3 separate regions of the Mus musculus genome follow, and all the other regions are linked to region 3. The links are chromatin contacts, called in public promoter capture Hi-C maps. All regions are on one chromosome and are shown on one strand. The core of a region is the stretch at or near the end of the contact, and the rest is flanking DNA. Distances in the headings are between cores, read along the strand shown.

What was found. Promoter capture Hi-C pulls out the DNA fragments that hold promoters and counts their contacts. Capture Hi-C pulls out chosen DNA fragments and counts their contacts.
Region 1: a contact with region 3 is called in a promoter capture Hi-C map of hematopoietic stem and progenitor cells. A contact is called at or near these places in 9 of 39 promoter capture datasets (the 3T3-L1 cell line, the C10 cell line, cranial neural crest and 4 more), 1 of 484 Hi-C or Micro-C datasets (bone marrow-derived macrophages), 5 of 130 datasets of targeted methods (embryonic stem cells, extraembryonic endoderm stem cells, intestinal villus epithelium and 1 more) and 2 of 9 other capture datasets (adipose tissue and embryonic stem cells).
Region 2: a contact with region 3 is called in a promoter capture Hi-C map of pancreatic islet. A contact is called at or near these places in 5 of 39 promoter capture datasets (cranial neural crest, hematopoietic stem and progenitor cells, liver and 2 more), 2 of 484 Hi-C or Micro-C datasets (B cells and CD8 T cells), 4 of 130 datasets of targeted methods (bone marrow-derived macrophages, extraembryonic endoderm stem cells and intestinal villus epithelium) and 3 of 9 other capture datasets (adipose tissue, liver and pancreatic islet).

Annotation. Positions count from the first base shown.
Region 1 is chr19:36,944,526-36,947,716 of GRCm38.p6, forward strand. Btaf1 (B-TFIID TATA-box binding protein associated factor 1) reads left to right here. Exons shown (of 38, transcript NM_001080706.1): 2 at 687-810. Among named protein-coding and RNA genes, the nearest start is that of Btaf1, 20 kb to the left of the region's middle.
Region 2 is chr19:36,917,956-36,921,270 of GRCm38.p6, forward strand. It overlaps Fgfbp3 (fibroblast growth factor binding protein 3), which reads right to left and starts at 1,644. Exons shown (of 2, transcript NM_028263.1): 1 at 1,617-1,644; 2 at 1-1,322. The coding sequence starts at 1,261. The coding sequence ends at 509.
Region 3 is chr19:37,332,955-37,335,924 of GRCm38.p6, forward strand. Ide (insulin degrading enzyme) reads right to left here and starts at 1,590. Exons shown (of 25, transcript NM_031156.4): 1 at 1,578-1,590. The coding sequence starts at 1,590.

The DNA of each region.
Region 1 (3,191 bases), core at 371-2,870, 390 kb before region 3:
AAGTTAACCTTGAGTTATAACCAAGCCATGTTATTCATTTTGCAAGTTATAATCTTTCATTACTGCTAGCTCTTTTAAAATTTCATTTATTTATTTTTTATTTTTTGAGAGAAGCTCTCAAAACTAAAATTGAGCTCGCTGGACTAGAACTCACTCACTACATAGCTTTAGCAGCCTTGGGTCAGACAGTGTTGACTCCCTCCCCGCTACTGGGATTATAGGCATGAGCCACCACCCCGAGTTCATTGTGGGTTCCCGTTCCTTCTTCTTCCTTGAGAGGAAAGATAGGCATCTCTTATACCCACAGCTTTTAAGGTTTTTCTGGTTTTTGTTTTTAATCTTTTGTTTGTTTTTGTTTCTCTGTGTAGCCCTGACTGTCAGAATTCAGAAATCCGCCTGCCTCTGCTTCCCAAGTGCTGGGACTAAAGGCCTGCGCCACCACCGCCCAGCCGTTTTTAATCTTTTTGAGGCAAGGTTTTGTATAGCCCAGGTTGGCCTTGAATTTTCTCTGTAGATTTGGTTGACCTTTAACTCTTGATCTTGGGCTTCTCGGGTGTGGGATAACGGACACATGCTGCCACACCTGGCTCCCAGTGTAGGGCTTTGCTTACAGGTTGAATACATTTTCTGGCTCAAGCTTATGAGGAAACACATTCAGATTAACTGTTGTATTTCTGCTGTTATAGGCTTGATCGTCTTTTTATCTTACTGGATACTGGTACTACTCCAGTTACAAGAAAGGCTGCTGCACAGCAACTTGGAGAAGTGGTGAAGCTTCATCCTCATGAATTAAATAATTTGTTATCTAAGGTAAGAACTCAGAGTTTTCTTAATGTAATACAAGTATAAAAACTTGTCTGTGGGCAGATTAACAATAGGAAAGGTAAAAATCGTCCTAAGTGACCTTGGGGTCTCTAAATTCCATTAAATATCTTTAGTTCTCAAAATATTTTTCAAAATTGCTATTTGTTTAAAAGATAAATCAGTTTTAGTTGTTTAAGGGATGTGTCAGATATTGAAACTTTTGCTTGTGTGACAAATTTGAGTCTGACCCAAATTGTTAATGAACTAAGTTGTTAATCCGGTTTGTTAGTGGTCTAACTTGTTCTTAATGGCTAGTAATTATATGACAGTTGGTAGTTTTCAAATGGGTGAGTGCTCATGGGTAATACTTGAATATATAAGATACTAACTGAGCTGTTAGGAATGGGAGATTTTCTGCTTTGGTAGGTCACTGTTTCTGTAATCTTAGTATATGTTTTTGCCTATGCAAAGGCCGAATTTTTGCTTAATTCTGTGGGTATGTTAAAGTGTACCTATACATTGATATTTGGCAAATGTTAAATTCCTTGGCATGCAGAATAAAGCAGTGATAACTTTGGGATGGTGGGAGCATATGGCTGCCCAGGCAGTAGAAGCCCTAAGGGAGTCTAGTCTAACCAACCCTCTCCTTTCATTCTCACTTGTCTCTCCATCAGGCATAGGAGTCAAAGTTATAAATCCCCTTCAGTACATACAAATGTATACTTGTGACTGCTACAGTGTTACACATTATTTAGACTTTCTAACCAAGATGGAGAGGAAGAGACTGACTTGGTACCTGTAGTCCCCTCATTCTCAGAATGGAAAAGAATGCATATTAGGTATTATTTACTCACCTGTAAGGTGAGTGGAGTGGAGTGGAGAACTGAGAACTGAAAGAATGTTTCTTGCCTTCCAAGGGAGGAGTATTCTCACCCCCTCCCTCCTTTTGAGTTTTTCAAGACAGGATTTTTTTTTCCCTCTTCTCTGTGTAGCTTTGGCTGTCCTAGAGCTTACTTTATAGATCAGGCTGGCCTTGAACTCAGAGATCTGCCTACCCCTGCCTTCTAAGTGCTGGGATTAAGGCTTGTGTTTAAGGCTTGCGTCATCACTGCTTGGCTCAAGAGTTTTCTTTTTCTTTTCTTTTCTTTTTTAATTTAAGATTTTTTTATTTTATGTAGTTAAGTGTTCTATTTGCATGTAAATGTGCATGCCAGAAGAGGGCATCAGATCCCATTATAGACAGTTGTGAGCCACCATGTGGTTGCTGGGAATTGAACTCAGGATCTTTGGAAGAGCAGCCAGTGTAACCACTGAGCCATCTCATCTCTCCAGCCCAGGAGTTCTGTTCTTAATTCTGACTTCAACACATTGACTGCAGTCACATTGTTCTAAAATGTTTGTCTTTGGCACCTTCTTGCCTTCTCTCTTTTCAACTCTTACTCTTAACATTTTCCTGCTCTCTTTGGTGTGGCTGTACAGATCGATGGCTTAGAGTGAATTCTTGCTGCTGCTGCAGAACTGGGTTTTGGTTTCCATACATGCACATGGTAGCATGTAAACTCTGTAACTCCACTTATAGGAGATCCTATTCTATCTCTGGTCTCCAAAAGCACATGTAGGTGTCCATACATGAATACATGCATTCATGCATGCATGTGTACATACAAGAAAATACTTAATGTATAAAATAAAAGTAAGTAAACACTCCTATCCAATTTACAACCATTAGATATATGTTTCTGCATATTTAGTATATCATTTTATGTACAGCAGGCATCACAGCAATCTAATTTTTTTTTTATTATTTATTTTGTTTTTTTTTGAGATATTGTTTCTCTGAGAAGCTCTGGCTGTCCTGCAACATACTCTGTAGGCCAGACTGGCTTTAAACTCAGAACTCGGAGATACACTTAGCCTCTACCTCCCAAGTGCTGGGATTAAAGCCTTTACCACCATCATTAGGTACAGCAATTTAATTTTAAAATGTTTTTATCACAATAGAAAGATGCCATATTCTTTTAGCAGTTGCTTTAGCACATAGTCCGTATTTAATCACATCTTCAGCTCTCGCAGTCATTTAGCTAACTTTGTAGATATGTCTATTTGTGCAAAGCAAATTGTGCAGTGTGGGATCTCTTATGACATGTTTCATGTAAAATATTGTGTTCATTTTATAGTGTATTTTATTCCTCTATATTGCAAGATGATATTTAATTCTGTGGATATGAATGGACAGAATTTACACAGTGTATACCTCTTCTATGTTAATCAGCCGATTTTTCTGTTGTGAAAAACATGCTGCCATAAAAATTTATGTACATTTTTTTATTGTATGGAGATATATTTTTTGGTCTATTCTTTCTTTTCTTTAAGTTTGTTTTTATGTG
Region 2 (3,315 bases), core at 394-2,893, 410 kb before region 3:
CCAGAGTTCATAACAATCCAGAAAGGGGGGTGGGTGGGTATTCATTTTCTCAAGTTGAAAACCAAGAAGATCTTGAAATATTCAACATGGTTCAGGTTCTTACTCACAGTTACATTTAATGAAAATGTGTTGATATACATTGTATCCCACTTCCTAGGAAAGATTCTCACCTCTTTAGTCACTTCATTCTTGCTAGTCTCAGCTTCTCTCCCTAGTCTACAATTTTCCCATACTTGATATAAATCTATTTGTTTCCACTTTTTCTTCTGCTCTTAAATCAGAGCTGAGATGCTTTAAAAAATAAAAATAAACATAAAATAAAAAACAAAAGCCCTCTCCAGCTGCTTCAGATTCTTCTTACCCTGACCCCTGACCCATTTTGGAATCCCGACTAGCCGACTAGCTTATTCTCCATCCCGGTTCCCTGTCCAAGGACATCTCCCGCCTCGGCTGCGCTACCCTCTGCTTCTCAGCACCTACCCCTAGTGCCCCTTGCCAGCCCGCAGCCTCAGCCATTCCAGAAGTTGACAAAGAAGTTGCAAAGGGAATGCCACTTCTCGGTGCAGTAGGTCTCAGTGAGCTCGGCATTCTGGTCCAGCCCATTGGGTTGGAATCCGGCCGCCGCAGGAGGCTCCGGAACTGGGTCTGAGCCCGCTTTCCTCCCGCCCGAGTTGGACTTCACTAGCAAGGGCTTCTTTTCCGGCTGGGAGCTTGGGGACCGCACCGACTGTCGCGACCGAGCCGGGCTCCGCGCCCTGGACCGGGGCGGCTCGCTGGGACGCGCGGGTAGGCTGGGGTGAGCGGGCGAGTGCAGGTCTGAGCCAGCCGTCTTGCGGGCGCACAGGCGTGGCGGCAGCGGCGCGGGGTCCAGGCAGGGCCGTGGTCTCCTGCGCAGCGCGCCCAGCAGCCGTCTCCAGTAGTGCGCGCGCCGGGCGCCGGTGGCCGCGCAGCGCTCCGGATGCCCGCGGTAGGCGCAATGCAGACTCGCCCCGCCCGGGGTCTGGCAGCGCAAGGCCAGCTCTCCGCCAGTCGGCGTCCCCGGGGCGGGTACCAAGAGCTGCCAGCTGCACGCGTGCTGCTCTGGACTCACGAAGCGACCGGAGGAGCCGACCGTGGGTCGGGAGGCCCGGGTCACTTCCCTGCCTGCTGCCCCCTTGTCCCTCCCGGCAGCCGAGAGGAGGCAGCCTCCCAGCAGCAACAGCAGCGTCAGCGGGGAGAGCGACGCCCGCGGCCTCGGAGGACTCATGCCCGCGTTGGCCATGCCACTCTGGGATTCCTGGGACCTCAGCGCAGGCAACAGGAGGCAAGGAGCATCCTAGGATCTGCGAATGAAGGCTACGGATGAGTCCCGCTCAGCCCTCTCCCTGGACACAGGAACCTGCCAACTCTCCTGACCGGACTTTCCCGAAACCAGTGTTCTCAGTTAGCAGGGAGAAGCCCCTTTAAAGAGCTGTCTGTCCTAAGGGAACAACTTAATGTTTAAGGAATCGTTTTTTAACATTCACTAAAATAGAAAAATGAAGTTTAATGATCACGCAACCACACACCCTCCACCCGTCACCAAACTGTCTACAAAATTATTTCAGATTAATCGGATACATGTACTTTTAGCTTACCGAATTCTAGAAGAGGTGGAAGGGCCCTATTGGAGTAGAGCGAATGACTGCATAAGGGATTAGTCTGTTTTAAACGGCTGTGAATGAACCTGTTATCAATGGGACAGAAGGGGCCTCCCCCTTCATGCCCCTCCCAGACTTCTCTCAGTAGGTTTCGGCCACTGCTAACACACACAGAAGATACACCCGCGTGCAGAAGCACGCGGAAGTGATAGAAGCAGCCATGTGACATGAAATATAAAATGCTGTATTTTGCTCTCACCGCTGAAAATAAGACAAATGTTAACAAAACTTTCTTTCCTTTTGAAACTTGTACATATTTATCTGGTCTATATATAGTTAAGAAAGATGAAATGAAACAATAATATTCAGAACCAGATGCTATTTGCAGGTTTTTTTTTGTTTTGTTTTGGTTTTTTTCGTTTTGCATTGCATGTATTTCTTCTGTGTGTGTGTACCCCAGAGATCCAACTCAGTTTGTAGGGCCCGGTGGGGTGACAAGTGCCTTTGCCTACTGAGTCATCTCAAAGGCCCCACTATTTTCAGTCTTTCTATTTATCATGTCACTCAGTTCTGTATTTTCATCAGTACATCCAAGTAGGGACATTTTGGTTTTTAACTATTTGGGATATGATAGATTAGTTCTAAATATTTTTTCAGAACTCAAAGGTCCTAAAAGGAATGATTTGCTTTGTGGTAGAAAAGTAATACAAATTCAAGTGGTGTAATGTTTAAGTAGTAATCTGTTCTTTGTATGCCTCTGTAGGAGGATAGAATTTGGGTTGGGTTAATTTTGCTGTTGTTTGTTTGTTTGTTTTTGGTTTTTCGAGACAGGGTTTCTTTGTGTAGCCCTGGCTGTCCTGGAACTCACTTTGTAGATCAGGCTGGCCTCGAACTCAGAAATCCGCCTGCCTCTGCCTCCCGAGTGCTGGGATTAAAAGCAAGCGCCACCACCGCCACCCACCTGCAAATTTTTTTTGTTTTGTTTTTTTTTTAAGGTTTATTTATTATTATATATAAGTACACTGTAGCTGTCTTCAGATGTGCCAGAAGAGGGCATCAGGTCTCATTATGGGTGGTTGTGAGCCACCATGTGGTTGCTGGGATTTGAACTCAGAACCATCAGAAGAGAGTTCTTACTCGCTGAGCCATCTCGCCAGCCCAAGGTTTATATATATATATATATAACATTTATAAAATAAAAAGAGAATTTTACATTTGTTTATTGTTTACTTGGTGTGTGTGCTCAAATGCTACAGTATACGTGAGGAAGTCAGAAGACAAGTTTCAGGAGTCTACTATCTCCTCCCACCTTGCAAGTCTCAAGAATTGAAGGATTCAACTCAGGTGGTTAGGTTTAGCAGCAAGTCTCTAATTTGCTGAGCCATCTTAGAAGACTCCCTTTTTAAAAACAGGGTCTCTTGGATCTTGAGTTTATTGTGTATCTGACTGTGACCTTGTATTTTAAGCAAAGTTATTTTTAAGCTTTGGGATTTTATATTCATCTCACTTTTAGCTCCATAGTATGTGGTCTTTTTTTACTTTAAGAGTATATTGCCGGGGCTGGTGAGATGGCTCAGTGGGTAAGAGCACCCGACTGCTCTTCCGAAGGTCCAGAGTTCAAATCCCAGCAACCACATGGTGGCTCACAACCATCTGTAACGAGATATGATGCCCTCTTCTGGTGTGTCTGAAGACA
Region 3 (2,970 bases), core at 340-2,839:
GAAGCCTCAAGTGATTTTTGTAATGTGTTAAAGCGCTGCTGGGACAGGACGTGTCTGGACACCTCATCTTTCCAAGGACTTCCTCAGGCAGGTCTTCCCTTTCTTCTCCAGGGAGGCTGGAGACAGTGATAGAAAAAAGCAGCACCAGCAAATGGGACTTTACAGGGTTCTTATTGGGGTTGGTACAATGAAGGGACTCCAGATTGGAGGTTTTGCATAGTTTGGTTTCGGTTTTGTTTGTTTGCTTGCTTGCGTTAAAGTAGGATAGATAGTATTTTTGTCTAACTAGGAACTGATTAAGAGACAAAACATTAAAACTCAAATATCGGCTAGTTCACATTCGAAACAGGTAAAGTCAAAACACATCTGAAACTACGGAGAAGAAATGAACCTATGCTAGTACCCTGGCTTCTTACTTAGAAGACAAAAGTAGATCTTTAGTAAAGACTAACAGCCAGGGCTTCTGACACACCTCAGAGGTAGAACACTGGCCTAGTATGCATAGATAGTCCACACTATAACAATGAAAAACAAGTAATCGGACCAGTAGCCAGACCTAAAGATAAACCACAGGAAACATAAGTAGGTGTGCAATTATTTAGATAAAAATAGTGTGTGAAAACCTCCAGACATGGGTTTTAGATGACGCAGCGGCTACGCCCTTGCCACGTAAGCATGAGAACCAGAGTTCAGATCCTCACAACCCACAGAGCTGTCAGGTGGGTGGGGTGGCTCACCTGTCATTCCAGCCTCCAGAGGTGAAGCCTGGAGATCCCCAGATCAAGCTGGCTAGCAGGGCTGGCCTCATGGGAAACTATGGGCTTGCCAGAGAAACCTCACTCCATCAGTTACAATGGAAGAACAATCAAGGATCAATCTTAGGCTTCCATACACAATTTCTAGCAGAATATTTTCCTCTTTGAAGTTATATGTAATTGTGTATGTAAGCAGAAGAAAAGCTGATATGCCAAAGACATTGGCTATTACCACATTCTCATAGATCTTCTTTTCAGAAATGATGCTTAGATTTTGTTTGGCTGGGTTTTGTTTTGTTTTTGTAAGATAGGTTGTTCTCTTTACATAGCCAAAGCTATCCTCAGATTCACTGTCCTCTCACCTTGGTCTCCTAAGAACTAAGATTACAAGTATGTACCGTCATTCTTGACCGATATTTGGTATTTTAAAGATCAATACTGTAAGTAATACTAAATGTATTGTACTGATTTTAAAACTCACATAATGCAGGACTAGGGAGATGGCTCCATGATTAAGAGTGTGTGGACTCAGGTTTAGTTCCCAGAACCCACCAAGTGGCTCACAAACATCTGTAACTCCAGTTTCAAAGGCTATGTCCTCTTCTGGCCCCTACAGCACCAGGCACACAAGTGGAGCACATACAACATGCAGACAAAGCACACATATAAAACAAAAAGTTTTACTCATATCGTGCTTTTATACAGGCAATGCTAAAATGCAAATATTTTCTTTAAAAAACAAAGTAAAGGCTAGAGAGATGGCTCAGCCCTTAAGAGCACTGGCTTACTCTTCCAGAGGTTCAGGGGTTCAATTTCCAGCACCCACACAGTAGCTCACAACTGACTAATTCTAGTCCCAGGGAATCCAATGCCTTCTTCTGGCCTCTGCAGGAACTAGGCATGTATGTGCTGCACAGACATGCATATAGACAAAACACCCATTCAGAAAATAAAAATAAATATTTCTTAATGTAAAATACAAAACTGGGACCAGGGAGATGCCTTGGTCTACAGAATGCCTACCATGTAAGCAGGTGGAACTGAGTTCAGGTCTCTGAGGTCAATGTAAAAGCTGGGTGCTTCAGCTCACTCTAACCCCAGTACCGGGGTAGGGAGACAAGCTGGTACCTAGAGCTCAACCAGCAGCTATTACTCTGGATAAAACACTGTATTAACACCTCAAGACAAGGGTCTAGGGGATGGCTGTGATTCAACACTGGCTAAATAAGCTTGAGGACCTGAGTTCGGGTCCTCAGAGCCCAAGTACTTCTGGCTCTAATTCCAGGCTCTAAGGTGGAGTCAGCAGATCTCCAAAGCAAGCTAGCCAGCAAGCCTAATCAGACTGGGAACTCTGGGTTTGACTGGGAGACCTTGCCTCAGTGAATAAGCTGGGGCTGGTGAGATGGTTCAGTAGATAAGGGTGCTTGCCACCAAACCAACCTAAGCTCCACCCTGGAACCCAAGGAGCACACCAAGCCCTGCATGCCGCCTTCTGACTCTACCTGTGCACCACAGCTCACACGTATCCACTCACATGTGCAGAAATAAAACAAACAAAGTAAGGTGGGCAATGACTAAGGAATATACTGCACATCACATCAGCCTCAGCTTCTACACACATATACACACAAACACACACACACAGAGAGAGAGAGAGAGAGAGAGAGAATTTGGAAGTGAGACACCTGTTTAGGGAATGGGGTTGTATGTTGTATGTGTTGTAACCCAGACAGGCCTTATACTAGAATATGTAACTGCTGATGATACTGAGTTCCTGATCTACCTCCCAAGTGCTGGGATTCCAAGCATCACCAACATGTTCCACCATGCCCCAGTGACATGCCATTACTAACAACTGTTTCCTATATCTGTAGCCATAATGCAAGAATTAATAAGGAAGATGAATATCAAAGTCTAAAGCTCAGTATTTGTTACAAAACACATGCCTCAGGATAGCAAAGACGTGTGCTTAAGACTCCAGATAAGGGCACACAGATGTGTTTGGTAACAAGTCTGGGTACTTCATTCTCAAAAGACAAATTTGTTTAAAAGTAGCAAATGCCTTCAGTACCTTGTTTTAAAAACTTTGAGTTCAATATAGAATCACAATTTAGAAATGTTACTTTCCACCAGGCAGTGGTGGCGCATGCCTTTAATCCCAAGCACTTGGGAGGAAGAGGCAGCACTTGGGAGGTAGAGGCAGGTGAATTTCTGA